3 separate regions of the Sus scrofa genome follow, and regions 2 and 3 are each linked to region 1. Evidence: chromatin contacts called from public Hi-C data. All regions are on one chromosome and are shown on one strand. The core of a region is the stretch at or near the end of the contact, and the rest is flanking DNA. Distances in the headings are between cores, read along the strand shown. Region 1 holds the start of TRNAU1AP (tRNA selenocysteine 1-associated protein 1). Region 2 holds the start of PPT1 (palmitoyl-protein thioesterase 1). Region 3 overlaps FHAD1 (forkhead-associated domain-containing protein 1).

Evidence for each region. A called contact is a pair of places that touch in the nucleus more often than the background predicts.
Region 2: a Hi-C map of retroperitoneal adipose tissue shows a contact between it and region 1, with 6 times the contacts expected there. The contact joins the promoter of PPT1 here to the promoter of TRNAU1AP in region 1. A contact is called at or near these places in 3 of 47 Hi-C or Micro-C datasets (mesenteric adipose tissue, retroperitoneal adipose tissue and subcutaneous adipose tissue).
Region 3: a contact with region 1 is called in a Hi-C map of mesenteric adipose tissue, with 6 times the contacts expected there. The contact joins the enhancer-like site here to the promoter of TRNAU1AP in region 1. A contact is called at or near these places in 4 of 47 Hi-C or Micro-C datasets (mesenteric adipose tissue, omental adipose tissue, retroperitoneal adipose tissue and 1 more).

What each region holds. Positions count from the first base shown.
Region 1 is chr6:85,564,854-85,569,511 of Sscrofa11.1, forward strand. It overlaps TRNAU1AP (tRNA selenocysteine 1-associated protein 1), which reads left to right and starts at 2,577. Exons shown (of 8, transcript XM_005665150.3): 1 at 2,577-2,706; 2 at 3,332-3,429. The coding sequence starts at 2,680. It overlaps RCC1 (regulator of chromosome condensation), which reads left to right. Exons shown (of 11, transcript XM_005665141.3): 11 at 1-1,008.
Region 2 is chr6:95,859,567-95,864,370 of Sscrofa11.1, forward strand. PPT1 (palmitoyl-protein thioesterase 1) reads right to left here and starts at 1,292. Exons shown (of 9, transcript XM_003127823.4): 1 at 1,128-1,292. The coding sequence starts at 1,251.
Region 3 is chr6:74,584,751-74,589,261 of Sscrofa11.1, forward strand. All of the region lies in intron 15 of FHAD1 (forkhead-associated domain-containing protein 1), which reads left to right. Among named protein-coding and RNA genes, the nearest start is that of EFHD2, 65 kb to the right of the region's middle. Within about 2 kb of position 2,786, at least 17 of the 83 cell types and tissues checked have an H3K27ac peak or open chromatin away from gene starts, as enhancers often do. A contact at or near this core is called in mesenteric adipose tissue, retroperitoneal adipose tissue and subcutaneous adipose tissue, where this site is marked.

The sequences.
Region 1 (4,658 bases), core at 1,327-3,826:
AATGAATTATGCTGTAAAATGACTTAAAATGTATTCTGTGATTTTTTTTTCTTGAACTTTTCATTTTGATGCAGGTACTATACTGATTAGAAATTGACTTCTTAGAAGGGAAAACTCACACTTTTGATTTTAGTATTTTCTTTGTAAGAAGTACTTGTGTGTCCACTCTTCCCTCGCCCCACTCTCCCCTCAAAAAAAGTGCATTTGGATTAAGTTTACTGAAGTTTTCCCTTTTGACAATATAGCAGATTGAAAGTACCCTGTCCTTGGTAACAGCTCTTGTGGATTGAGACCTAAAACAGGCAGTGTTGAGCATTTTGCATAAAATAATAGCTCATTCAATCCTCACATCAGCCCTGTGAAATAGGAATTGCTCTTCCTCAGAAAAAAGTTCCTGAGAACTGACGAGCTTGAGGCTAAGAAGCTAGCAAGTGCACAGACTAGGCTGGATTTTTTTTTTTTTTTTTTTTTTTTTTTTTTTTTGGCTGTACCCATGGGATGTGGAAGTTCCTGGGCCAGGGATTGAACACGCATCTCATGCACCTCAGCAACCTGAGCCACAGTAGTGACAGTGCTGGGTCCTGAACCTGCTGAGCCACAGGGGAACTCCCTAGGCTGGTGATTAAATCAGCCTCCACCTGAGCCCAAAACCTCAGTTCCTTTTCCCTGTATTGGATGTAAGAGTTATAAAGCTCTCTGTAGGTGTTTACATATGTTAGAACAGTGTTGGGCACAGAGTAAATGTTCCAGAAGTCTTTGCTATTATGACCATTGCACATTTTAAAATTCCCTGTGGTTAATAATCGCCTTGTTTTTCACATGCTTAGTTTTTTGGTATAAGTATCATTAATTTAATGTCAGTGTCTATGAGAAGTAAATCTCCTTTTTTTGTGTTCAAACACATCAAATACGCTCAATTTTATCTTTTCCCCCATTCTCCTCCAACCTGAATTGGTTACCTGAAAACAAATGTAATCACCCCATATGGTTCAGCTATAAATAATGTTTACAAAGTCATAATAATGTAAGTGTTTGATATTTTGAAAAATTATAATTACAAGATGGTGAAGTGTATGTATGAGGTGCAGTCCTTAAAAAGATCTGAAACCACAAATGAAGAGAAAGTATGTTATTTAGAAATACTTGGATTTTAGGGAAAAGATTTGGAAGTGGTTGCCTTCAGGGGCAGGGATAGATGGGATAGGAGAGAACTGTTTAGTATTTATGACAAATTCAAAAATGTTTTCAGTGCCTCCCATATGCCAGACATTGTTGTGGGAATTTGATTAGAAACAACAAGGAATCCTGTCTGATGAAGCTTACATTTTAAATTAAAAATAAACACTTACAAGTCTTGCACAAGTAAAATAAATTTTAAAAATAGTAATCAAAGAGCACCCCACAAGGGCTGGCAAATTTTAGTACTCAAGAGTTATCAGTCATAATTCCAAGTCCTCCAGCTGCTGTGTTGGAGAGCTTACTGGATGCCAGGCATTAGGCCAAGTGCTTTCTCAACTTCTCAATTTCTCCATACGACAAACATGGTATGAGGTAAGCATTGCTGTTACCCACATCGCTAATAACAACAACACAATTGGAAGGGGCTGGGATTTGGGCTCCATTTGTTCAAATGTGTAGTTGAAGCACCCAACCGCTACACTACTACGGCCATGAATAGGATAAAGCTGGAAATGTGGCAACTTGGTTGAATCTCAAGACTTCAGAGTGCTTGACTTTGGGCCCCAACAACATAAGTTTGGAATATATGAACTGGCAAGGAAGGACATAAGTGGCCATCAACCCAGAAGGAGCCTGGGAAATGGATTCTCCATCAAGCGATGAGCTTCAGTGTTGGAGATGACAATCATCATCTACAGAATCTTCACATTCTGAGGAAAGGGCATCAAACTGAGGCTGAGGTCTGGGACCTTCCCAGACGAAGAGTCAAACTGTCAGGATTATCTAGCCATCGAAATCGAGTCTGCTGAAGGCCTTCTATGGCAAGTCTCTTCCTGGGAGAGGTTAGAACTTCTGGTGGTTTGGATTATTGTAGGGAACGTGAGACGCAAGAGAGTGACAAGATGGGGATTGATTTGTTTGTTGGTTGGTTAGCCCTCCCCTCCTCTCCCCTCCCACAGCCTAGTTCTATGCATGGGAATGATGGAAGGATGCCAGTCCAGCGTCAACAGAAATCCTGTCCTTTCCGTTTCGTAACCTGAGAAAAGCAGGTTGAAGGGGTGGCGGAGGCAGACCAGTGATTTGCCAGAGGTCATACATAGTTAGTGGAACTGGATCGTCCAGGCTTCCAAAAGGGATCTTTCACTTTAGGAAATATGCTTCTATTTTAAGTTTTTGCCATGAACATACACTACTTTTATAATTCTATACGTACGCGTGTGTTTAAAGCCGGAAAGAGTCCGGAGAAAGCCAGTCATTCACGCCCCCCACGGTCCCGCGCAAGGCGGTGTCTGCCCCGCCCCATCCCGCAGGCTCCGGTTCGAGACACGCCCACAGGGATCCGGAAAAACCCGGACCCGCCAGTCTGCGTTGCCTTGGGCGCCGAATTGCCGAGCGTGCGCAGAAGGCGATGGGGGCGCATGCGCCGTGGAGGCCGCAACCCCGCGGAGCGGCGTACGCGCCAGCCTCTGAGGCTCGCGTAGGCCTGGCGGGGCCTCGGGCATGGCGGCCAGCCTGTGGATGGGCGACGTGAGTTGGGGCGGCCGCCCGGTTCAGCGGAGGAGAAATATAGTGTCACGAGGGCAAAAGGGTCTGAAGAGAAGGGGTCCTCGGCTCTCAAGAGGGTGGCAGTGAATGGGGAGGGGAGTTCTCAGTGGTGCCAAAGCAAGTCCCAGCGTGTAGGTGAAGGGGCCGGGTCTGAGGGGGAGGGGTCCTCGGATCCCAAAAGGGTGGAAGAGAATGAGGAGAGTTGTTTTAGTGATGCCGAAGCAGGCCCTAGCATCTAGGTGCGGGGGCTGATTCGGAGGGGGAGGGGTCGTGGGGCCCAGCCCAGCCTGGATTCTGGGGAGGGAAAAAGGGAGGGTCTTTGCGTGGATAGAATGGGAAGAATCCCAAGGATTGAAGTGCGCCTTGGTTCGAGGACTGCAGGAATGGGGTTCCTAAATCCAAGGGGGAGGCTTCCTAAAAGGAGCAGCCTTGAAGGGAAGGAAGGCAAGAGGCTGGGAACGCCGGAGTGGATGGAAACCTCTTCACCCTCACCCTACTCCTGCCCGCAGCGTGCACCCAACCCTGGACTGAGCAGGGAGGGGCTCCGGATCCGGGAATGAGGAGCCTGGGTACTGACCTGAACTGCTCTGCTCTTATATTTGCGCAGCTGGAGCCCTACATGGATGAGAACTTCATCTCCAGAGCCTTTGCCACCATGGGAGAGACTGTGATGAGCGTCAAAATTATCCGAAATCGCCTCACTGGGTATGTTCTCTCCTCCCCTCTTGTCTTCTCAGTTCTCCCTTAGTAGATCAACTGCAGGTGTCATTCAGAAGGTAAACATCCTTCGGAGAGTCAGAGGCTTCTCACCCCTAATAATAATTATTACAGGAGTTCCCATCGTGGCGCAGTGGTTAACGAATCCGACTAGGAACCATGAGGTTGCGGGTTCGGTCCCTGCCCTTGCTCAGTGGGTTAACGATCCGGCGTTGCCGTGAGCTGTGGTGTAGGTCGCAGACGAGGCTCGGATCCCGCGTTGCTGTGGCTCTGGCGTAGGCCGGTGGCTACAGCTCCGATTAAACCCCTAGCCTGGGAACCTCCATATGCCGCGGGAGCAGCCCAAGAAATAGCAACAACAACAACAACAAAAGACAAAAAAAAAAAAAATAATAATAATTATTACAATGATATAAATTCTAACATTTCAGGGCTTATTGAGAGGAAGTATAATGTGTTGCTGACTCTGGAGCCAGAGTGGGTTTGAACGCTCTGTGTGCTGTGTGACCTTGAGCAAGTTACTCAGCCTCTCCCTGTCCTTCACCATAAAAATGGAGATAATAATAGCACCTACCTCATAGAGTTCTGATGAGGACTAAGTGCCATTAATTCCCATTCAGCATTTAGAACAGTGTTTGGCATATGGTATATGCTTGGTAAATATAAACAGATCATGATCTGCTGGGTAATAAGCATTTCAAAATCACAAAAACCCCTGAGCTAGGTACTATTATTAGAGAAGCATAGTAACTGTCTTAAAGTTACGCAGCTGTTAAATGAGAAGCCAAGACTCTAATTCAGGTCTGTTTTCAAAGCTCATGTGTGCCCATAACTCTTGTGTAAGACACTGCTACATGCCAGGGTTCTAGATTCCCAAAATATATGACTGAAACAAGCCAGATGCAGTCATTTCTCTCCTACATTCTACATTCTAACAGGGGAATGAGACTGTAAATATGTAAACAAGACAAAATGCAGAATAGATTTCCATATAATAGTGCTCTTATTTATTGCCTCCAGTTTCTTCTTTCTCTTTGAGGGTCGTAGGTTTCCTTAGGGTTCTAGTTAGAAATAACAGGATTCCTTATCAATCTGACAGTGTTTATCAAGTGTCTACTCTGTGCCAAGTACTAAAGCAGCGTGCTAAAAACATCAAGTAATTGAAAAATACAGATGAGAGATTTGAAATGTGGCCAACTCTAAAGTACTTTGTTTTG
Region 2 (4,804 bases), core at 42-2,541, about 10 Mb after region 1:
AAGACAGAAGACATAAATAAATAAATAAATAATAAAAGGCAAATCAGACCATGTCACTCATCTGCTCAAAACCCCCGCAATAACTTTCCATCTCATTCTAGCCAAAGTTCCTACAGTTGCCTTAGCAGGCCCAACATCAGCAGGCTACCTCCCATACCCCCTCCTACCCCTGAACTAAACCTCTCTTTTCTTCTCCTTGCTTACTTAGTTCCTGCTACAATGATCGGAATGCTGTTCCTTGAACATACCTGCATACCAGACATATTTCCTCAGAGCTTTTGCATTTTCTGTTCCTTTGGTCAGATATCCACATGGCATCTTCCCTAATGGATTTCAGGTCTTTGTTCTGATATCACTTTCTCAGTGAATCCTTTCCTGACTTTGCTCTATAAAACTGCAAGTCCCCATTTCCAGTCCCTATCCACCTCCCTGCTTTATTTTTCTCCATTGCACTCATCACCATTTGACATACATGTTTTACTTATGTATTTATAGTCTGTTTCTCCCACTGAAAAGTTCTTTTTATTTTTTTCATTACTCAATGAATTTATTGCACTTATAGTTGGACAATGATCATCACAATCCAGTTTTATAGTATTTCCATCCCACACCCCCAGCGCATCCCCCACCCCCCGCCTCTCTCCTTTGGAAAGGAAAGTAAGTTCTTAAAGAGCAAAGAATTTAGTATGTTTATTTTACTGCTGTATCCTCAGTATCCAGTAGGTGCTCAATAACGATGTGTTAAATGTAAGTGCCTAACAAATCTTTGTTCAATGTGTGGATGAACGCAAGGATAGATGCCACGGTCATGAAGCCACAGCCCAGCCCTCCTGAGCAAGCGTCATATGCGGCACCCTGACGCCACTACCGTGGGCATTAAACCACACCACCGCGTAAAACCCTGCCGCAGTGCATAGCCCTCTGTAAGTGCTCACCAAAAGACAGCTCTTTCTCCATCTCCCTTTCCAATACAGAGCAACCCCCAAATCCTAAAACGTAGCACCAGCCAGGTGCTATGAGACCACAGTCCTCGCCCTCCACCCTCGCACTTTGCAGACGCGAACCTAGGCTAGGAGAGAGAGTCGCCAAACCCATTTAGCCCTCTTCTCCCTCCCTCCCCCACTCACCCATCCCATGCCAGATCACGAGCGGCAGCGGCGCTGGAGGGTCGACATGCCCCAACGCCAAGGCTAAGCAGGATCCCGGCAGGAAAGCAAGAGCCAAGAGCCACAAGGAGCTGGCCGACGCCATCTTGATCGATCACATGATCGCCCCCCTCCTCGCCCGGATCTGGAGTAGGCGGCCCGGCCCGCACCCTCCACACCTCCTCGGGGGCAGCTAGGTGTGAACTCTGGCTTCTTACCCCAGTAGACCGCCAATCACCAGGAATCAAGTTAGTTTTATTTGTTTACTCCGCGCTTACTAGGCATCAAACACTATTTTAAGTGGTGTAAGACTGTTAACTGATTTAATCCTCATACAAGACGGAATACACGTCTCATTTTACAGATTAGGACACTGAGGCACTGAGGATTTGGGTTAGAAATCAAGGTCACAGAGATAGGAAATTGTTGGATCCAAAGCTGTTGCTCCTTGGGGAGTGTCTGTTGTGGCTCAGCATAAAGGAACCCAACTAGTATCTATGAAGTTGTGTGGAATCCCTGGCCCTCGCTCAGTGGATTAAGGATCCAGCACAGCCATGAGCTGTGGTGTAGGTCTCAGATTCAGCTTGGATCTGGTGTGATTGTGGCCAGACAGCTGCAGCTCCAATTCCACCCCTGGCCTCGGAACTTACATGTGCCACAGGTGTGGCCCTAAAAAGCAAAGCAAAAAAAAAAAAGCCCCACCGAAGACTTTGCTCCTAACCTTTGCTTTGTACTGCCTTTAGAAGAAGGGTACTTTGGGGAAAGAAAGAGAAAGGAAGGACAGCTCATCACATATGGAAGGGGAGGGAGTGCCTGTTGTGGCGCAGCAGAAGTGAATCCAACTAGTATCCATGAGGATTCAGATTCCATCCTGGGCCTCGCTCAGTGGGTCTGGTATCCAGCGTTGCCGTGAACTGTGGTGTAGGGGGCAGACACGGCTTGGATCCCGTGTTGCTGGGGCTGTGGAGCAGGCCAGCAGCTGTAGCTCGGATTGGACCCCTAGATTGGGAACTTCCATATGCTACAGGTGTGACCCTAAAAAGCAAAAAAAAAAAGAGAAAGAAATGGTAGGGGAGAGATAATTTCCAGGGCTAATCATGGCAGTGTGTTATTTGTTCTGGATGGCGAAGGAAATGATTTCAACAGGCAAAGATGAAATACAGAAGAGCTGATATGAGCTATGGTAGAGGAGAAATATATGTTTTCTAGAAATGGCAGAGCTTCCAGACTGACAAGAACATCTGTTGGGTGTAAAAGTGATGGAACAAGCCACTCCAGTTTCCTGGTCTAATCCAGAGCTGGATTATTGCAGGAACCTCTCAGCCACCATTTTCCCTTTCCATTCCATTCCAGATTCATCTTCTCAATCCACTTTCATCACATCAGTTTCTTGCTCAAAATTTTTTATTTTATGATTTTTATTTTTTCCATTATAGTTGACTTACAGTGTTCTGTCAATTTCTACTGTACAGCAAAGTGACCCAGTTGTAGGTAGATAGATAGATAGATAGATAGATAGGTAGATATTCTTTTTCTCACATTATCCTCCATCATGTTCCATCACGAGCGACTGGATATAGTTCCCTGTGCTTAAAGCAAGATTTCATTGTTTATCCACTCCAAAAGCAATACTTTGCATCTATTAACCCCAGATTCCCAGTCCATCCCTCTCCCTCTCCCTCCCCCTCCCCTTTGGCAACCACAAGTCTGTCCTCCTAGCCCATGGGTTTATTTTTTGTGAAAAGATTCATTTGTGCCATATATAAGTGGCGTCATATGTATTTGTCTTTCTCTGACTTAACTTCACTTAGTTTAAGAGTCTCTAATTCCATCTATGTTGCTGCAAGTAGCATTATTTTGTTCTTTCTTATGGCTGAGTAATATTCCACTGTGTATATATACCACATCTTCTTAATCCATTCATCTGTCAATGGACATTTAGGTTGCTTCCAAGTCTTGGCTATTGTGAATAGTGCTGCCATGAACATAGGGGTGCATGTATCGTTTTCAGTGAAAGTTTTTTGTCCAGTTATATGCCCAAAAGTGGATTGCTGGGTCATATGATAGTTCTATATTTAATTTTCATGGAGTTCCCATTGTGGCGCAGCAAAAACGAATCTGACTAGAAACTATGAGATCGTGGGTTCCATCCCTGGCCTCACTCAGTGGGTTAAGGATCCGGCATTGCCATGAGCTGTGGTGTAGGTCGCAGACATGGCTCAGATCTGGCATTGCTGTGGCTGTGGCATAGGCCAGCAGCAACAGCTCCAATTAGACCCCTAGCCTCAGAACTTCCATATGCAGAGAGTGCAGCCCTAAAAGGTCAAAAGATAAAAAAATAATAATAATAATTTTCTGAGGAATCTCCATACTGTTTTCCATAGTGGTCATACAAATGTATATTTCCACCGACAGTGTAGGAGGGTTCCCTTTTCTCCACACCCTCTCCAGCATTTGTTATTTGTTGATTTGTTAATGATGGCTATTCTGACAAGTGTGAGGTGGTACCTCATAGTAGTTTTGATTTGCATTTCTCTAATGTCAGTGATGTTGAACATTTTTTCATGTGCTTTGTTGGCCATCTGTATATCTTCTTTGGAAAAATGTCTATTCAGGTCTTTGCCCGTTTTTCAAGCAAGTTGTTAGTTTTTTTGCTGTTGAGTTGTATACATTGTTTGTATATTTTAGAGATTAAGCCCTTGTCAGTTGCATTATTTGAAACTATTTTCTCCCATTCCCTAGGTTGTCTTTTTGGGTTTTTTTATGGTTTCCTTTGTTGTGCAAAAGCTTGTCAGTTTGATTAGGTCCCATTGGTTTATTTTTGCTTTTATTTCTGTTGCCTTGGGAGGCTGATTTAAGAAAACATTTGAGAGTTCCTGTCGTGGTGCAGTGGAAACAAATCCGACTAGGAACCATGAGATTTCGGGTTCAATCCCTGGCCTTGCTCAATGAGTTAAGGATCCAGCCTTGCCATGAGCTGTGGTGTAGGTCGAAGACACGGCTCAGATCCTGCGTTGCTGTAGCTGTGGTGTAGGCTGGCAGCTGTAGCTTTGATTCGACCCCTAGCCTGGGAAATTCCATATGCCGCCGGTGCGTCCTTAAAAAAAAAAACCAAAAAACATTTGTATGGTTGATGACAGAGAATGTTTTACCTATGTTCTCTTCTAGAAGTTTTATGGTGTCTTGTCTTACCTTTAAGTCTTTAAGCCATTTTGAGTTTATTTTTGTGCATGATGTGAGGATGTGTTCCAGTTTCATTGATTTACATGAAGCTGCCCAGTTTTGCCAGCACCACTTGCTGAAAAGACTATCTTTTCCCCATTTTATATTCTTGCCTCCTCTAAGATTAATCACTGTAGGTGTCTGAGTTTATTTCTGTGTTCTCTATTCTGCTCCATTGGTCTGTATGCCTGCTTTGGTACCAATACGACACTCTGGATTCTGTAGCTTTGTATATTGCCTGAAGTCTGGGAGAGTTATGCCTCCTGCTTTGTTTTTGTTCCTCAGGATTGCTTTGGTAATTCTGGGTCTTTTGTGGTGCCATATAAATTTTTGGAATGTTTGTTGTAATTCTGTGAAAAATGTCATGGGTAATTTGATAGGGATTGCATTGAATCTGTAGATTGCTTTGGGTAGTATGGCCATTTTTAGGTTATTAA
Region 3 (4,511 bases), core at 1,536-4,035, about 11 Mb before region 1:
ATTCCTGGTTACTTGTCACCCCAAAATAAAAACACTAATTTGAGAAGATACATGCACCCCAGTGTTCACAGCAGCATTATTTGCAATAGCCAAGATATGGAAGCAACCTAAGTGTCTATCAGCAGGTGGATAACTAAAGAAGATGTGGTATTTATATACAATGGAGTACTACTCCACCCTAAAAAAAGAATGAAATTTTTGGAGATCCCTGGTGGCTTGTCAGGGAACAAGTTCAAGATATAGCATTGTCACTGCTATGCTGCCAGTCAGTCCCTAGCCTGGGAACTTCTGCATGCCATGGTGCGGCCAGAAAAAAAAGAATGAATCGCTGTATTGTACAGCAGAAACGTATAATGTTTTATATCAGCTATACCTCAATTTAAAAAATAAATCTATGACTTAAAATAAAAATATCTGATTGGTGAAGGATTTGCCAGGAAGCTCAGAGGTGTAAGGAGAGATTTAAAAGTTAGTTCCTCTCTCCTCTTGCCTAGTTTCTCGGTTTCTTTTGATAAAGGAAACAAAGGACTCTTTACATTTTTCTCTGCAAGCTCAGTTGACTGTGTCTATTTTTTCAAGACTGTTAACAAATGAAAGCCTTCCCTGCATACATAGAAGTGGCTCTTTCTCTGATAGCCAAGATAAGCAGTATTTTTAAGTGAAAAAAAAGCAAGTGGTAACACAATATACGCAGTGTTTGCCCACTCTTTTTTTTTTTTTTTTTTTTTTTAAGTGTCAGTATCTGACCAAAGGGAAAAATCTGGAGAAAATGACGTGAAAGGGTTGACAGTATTGTCCCAGCATTGGTGGGACTGGGTGGGCCTTGACCCTCACTAGGTCATTCAGCAACTATTTTTTCTGGGCCTACTATGTGCTGGCCACTGAGGATCCAGTAGGGAACATTTTCCATTGGATTTCCACATTTATAGATTTCCATAGTGTTTGGATTTGTGTAATGGGCCTATGGAACTTTTGTACCAAGAAATACAATGAAGAATTGTGGGAGTTCCCTGGTGGCCTAATGGTTTAAGGGTCTGGTGTTGTTAACAGCTGTGACTTGAGTCACTGCTGTGGTGCAGGATTGATCCCTGGCCTGGGAACTTCCACATGCCACAGATACGGCAAGAACAAGCAGAAGAATTGCTACTTCTCCCAAAGAGGGAAATTGCTTTTTTTTTTTTTTTAAACTGCTGCTCCTGTAGCATATGGAAGTTCCCAGGCCAGGGGCTGAATCAGAGCTGCAACTGCTGGCCTACACCACAGCCACAGCAACTTGGGATCCAAGCTGCATCTTAGACCCACATCCCAGCTCACGGCAATGCTGGATCCTTAACCCACTGAGCAAGGCCAGGGATCAAACCCACATCCTCATGGATACCAGTTGGGTTTGTTACCGCTGAGCCATGACAGGAAATCTGGGAAATCGCTTTCTGATTACAGTTCCTTGTCTAATCTGGAACGGAGATCATACACTCCCCCTTCCCCTTCAGCACCTTTAACTTCCCTCTCTCCCTGAGCCTCTTCGGATCCTACCCAGGATTTGACGCTTCCCCTCAGGTTCCTGGGTCACAGGTGGCATCTGAGCGCAATCCCAGATTCCCCTCAATTTAGCCCCAGAAATCCATCCATTCGCCAGGTTGCCAAGGCCCAAGCCAACATCACCCATCTCTGCCATCTCAGAATCCTCCCACGGCACCTCTCCCAACGCACACTTCACATCCGCCAGCCCAACCAGCCCTCCCAAGTCTCCAGCCTCTCTCAAAAGAGGATGCCAGACCTAGGTCTGAATTCTGATCCTACTGCTTGCCAGCCCTGCAGCTTAACCTTGCCGAGCGTCTGTGCTCACCTGTAAACACAAAGGCATTTCCTTCCTGGGTTGTTTGTGATGATTAGAAAACATCACATGTAGGAGTTCCCGTCGTGGTGCAACAGAAACAAATCTGACTAGGAACCATGAGGTTTTGGGTTCAATCCTTGGCCTTGCTCAGTGGGTTAAGGATCCGGCGTTGCCAGGAGCTGTGGTGTAGGCCAACAGCTAGAGCTCCGGTTCAACCCCTAGCCTGGGAACCTCCATATGCCTCAGGTGCAGCCCTAAAGAGCATTTAAAAAAAAAAAAAAAAAGAAAGAAAGAAAGAAAAAGAAAGAAACCAAATATCACATGTAAAAGTCCTGGCCTGGTGCCTGGCACACAGCAAGTACTGAATGCTTGATAGCTATTACTGCAAAACTCTTATCCTCACTCTTCCAAGCTGGACCTTCTCGGCACATTGCGTTGTCAGAGGTCAAGGGCCCAGGCTGGAGCCTGTTCAGCTCCCCTCCATCCTCTCTCCGCACCCATCTTCTCTCCCTTCCCTCCGTCTTCCCCAGACGCAGTTCTTCCCTCCCGGCACCTCCCCTCCTGGCTGCCGCCCGGGTGATCTTGTGCCCAAGGTCCTAAATCACGACTTCCTTCTTCGGCATCTCCAGCCTCTTTCTCTCGCTTTTACTCCTTTGTCATCAAACATTCAAGATGGCACATCTTTAGTTCCTTTTCTGCCGCTGACACCGCTGTTCCACTGAGATCGTGAAGTGTTTTGCACCCTCTGTCCTCAATGCCAGCTTCGTACTTTGCCTCTTGAGGAACCGACGTAGAGCCTCACCTCCCTCCCCCTCCAGGTTCTCTTCCTCGAAACCCTCTCATCTTTGATTATCACAGCCGGGGGCGGTGGTGCTCCTGGCATCCAGTGGGCAGGGGCCAGGGGCGCTGCTGAACGTCCCGTGGTGCACAGAACAGCCCCCACAGCAGAGACTTGTCCAGCCCAAGAGGTCACAAGTGCTGCAGTTACGAAACCCTGCTGGCTCCTTCCTCTCTAATTCATCACACTTATTTTTCTGGGCGGGGGTGGGGGGGAAACACCCATCATTAAGCCAACTCACTGCTCCATCAGCAGCTGAAATAGCAGTGACTCAGACCCTGGAGTCACACCACCAGGAGCCCAAGCCCTGGCTCAACCAATTGCCAGCTGTATGGCATCCAGCAGCTGCGTGTCTCGGAGCCCGACCACCTCATCTGTAAAATGGGCTGAGAGTCGGATGATACAGTAGGGAGATGCATTGATTTCGTCGCGGAAGGCCAGGCACGCAAGTCACATTCATGACACTTCGGTGATGTTTAAATCAAGTTGACACTCTTGAGGCTACTGTTCCAGGCCGGCCCCAAATTGACCTCAGCCATCCACCCCAGCTCTTCCCTCTCCTCCTCCCCTCCCCCATCATCCGCTCCAGCCCAGGTAAGCTCTACCCTCTTCCAGAACATGCACTGCCTTTCCCTACCTCCCCTCCTGCCTTCACTACTCCCCATATTCATTTCCTATGGCTGTTAGGACAAATTACCACAAACTTAGTGGCTTAACACAACTCATACTCATTCTTGTCCAGCTCTGGAGGCCAGAAGTCCATAGTCACTTTCACAAAGGTAAAGGCAAGAGGCTGGTTCCTTCCGGAGGCTCTAGGAAAGAATCCGTGTCCTCACCTTTATCAGGCTCTAGAGCTTTATCCCGTGGCCCTTCTGCCGTCTTCAAAGCCATAGTGGCACACCTGCAACTCTCTCTCTGCTTCTGTCACCTCGCTTTCTCCTCCGTCTGTAATCAGATTCCCTCTGCTTCTTATGAGAACCCTGTGACTCTACTGAGTCCACCGAGAGAGGCCAGGGTACCTTCTCCATCACCTCATCACAGCTGCAAAGTTCCTTCTGCCCCGCAAGGTCACATTCATAGGCGCCTTGGATCAGGACATCTTTGGGGGCACCATTTATCCTACCACACCTTCCACTGTGGAACGCCCTCCCCTCCAGCTGCGTTCCCACCAATGCCCATGCCCACTGGCTCCTCAGCCAAGCAGCCATCACGGCGGGTGAATGGTCTGTCCTCTGGGATTCTCACACGCCCCCTCCTTCCACGCTACCCGGGTCCCTGTCTGTTTCCCATCAGGCACATGGACCCCGTCTCTCAGACTGAGCCATAAGTCCCTTAGGGAATGGCTCCCTATCACCCCCCACAACCAGCTCACAGTTTTGCACACAGTTGACACTTAGTCGATAGGAGTTCCATTGCTTTTATTATCCACCTGCCAAGAGAAATTTGGATTTGAGCCCAAGCAAAGCTGATAAACTTTTAATTTTTTTTTTCTTTTTAGGACCGTACCCATGGTAAATGGAGGTTCCCAGGCTAGGAGTTGAATCAGAGCTGCATCTGCCAGCCCACTCCACAACCATAGCAATGCGGGATCTGAGCTACGTCCGAAACCTACACCACAGCTCATGGCAACACTGGATCCTTAACCCGAAGAGTGGGGCCAGGGATCGAACACGTGTCCTCATGGATACTAGTCCGGTTCGTTGCCACTGAGCCATGATGGGAACTCCTGATCAGCCATTTTATAAACACAAGGTGGGAGTTCCTGTTATAGTTCAGCAGGTTACAAACCCAAAATAGTATCCGTGAGGATATGGATTCAATCCCTGGCCTGCTCAG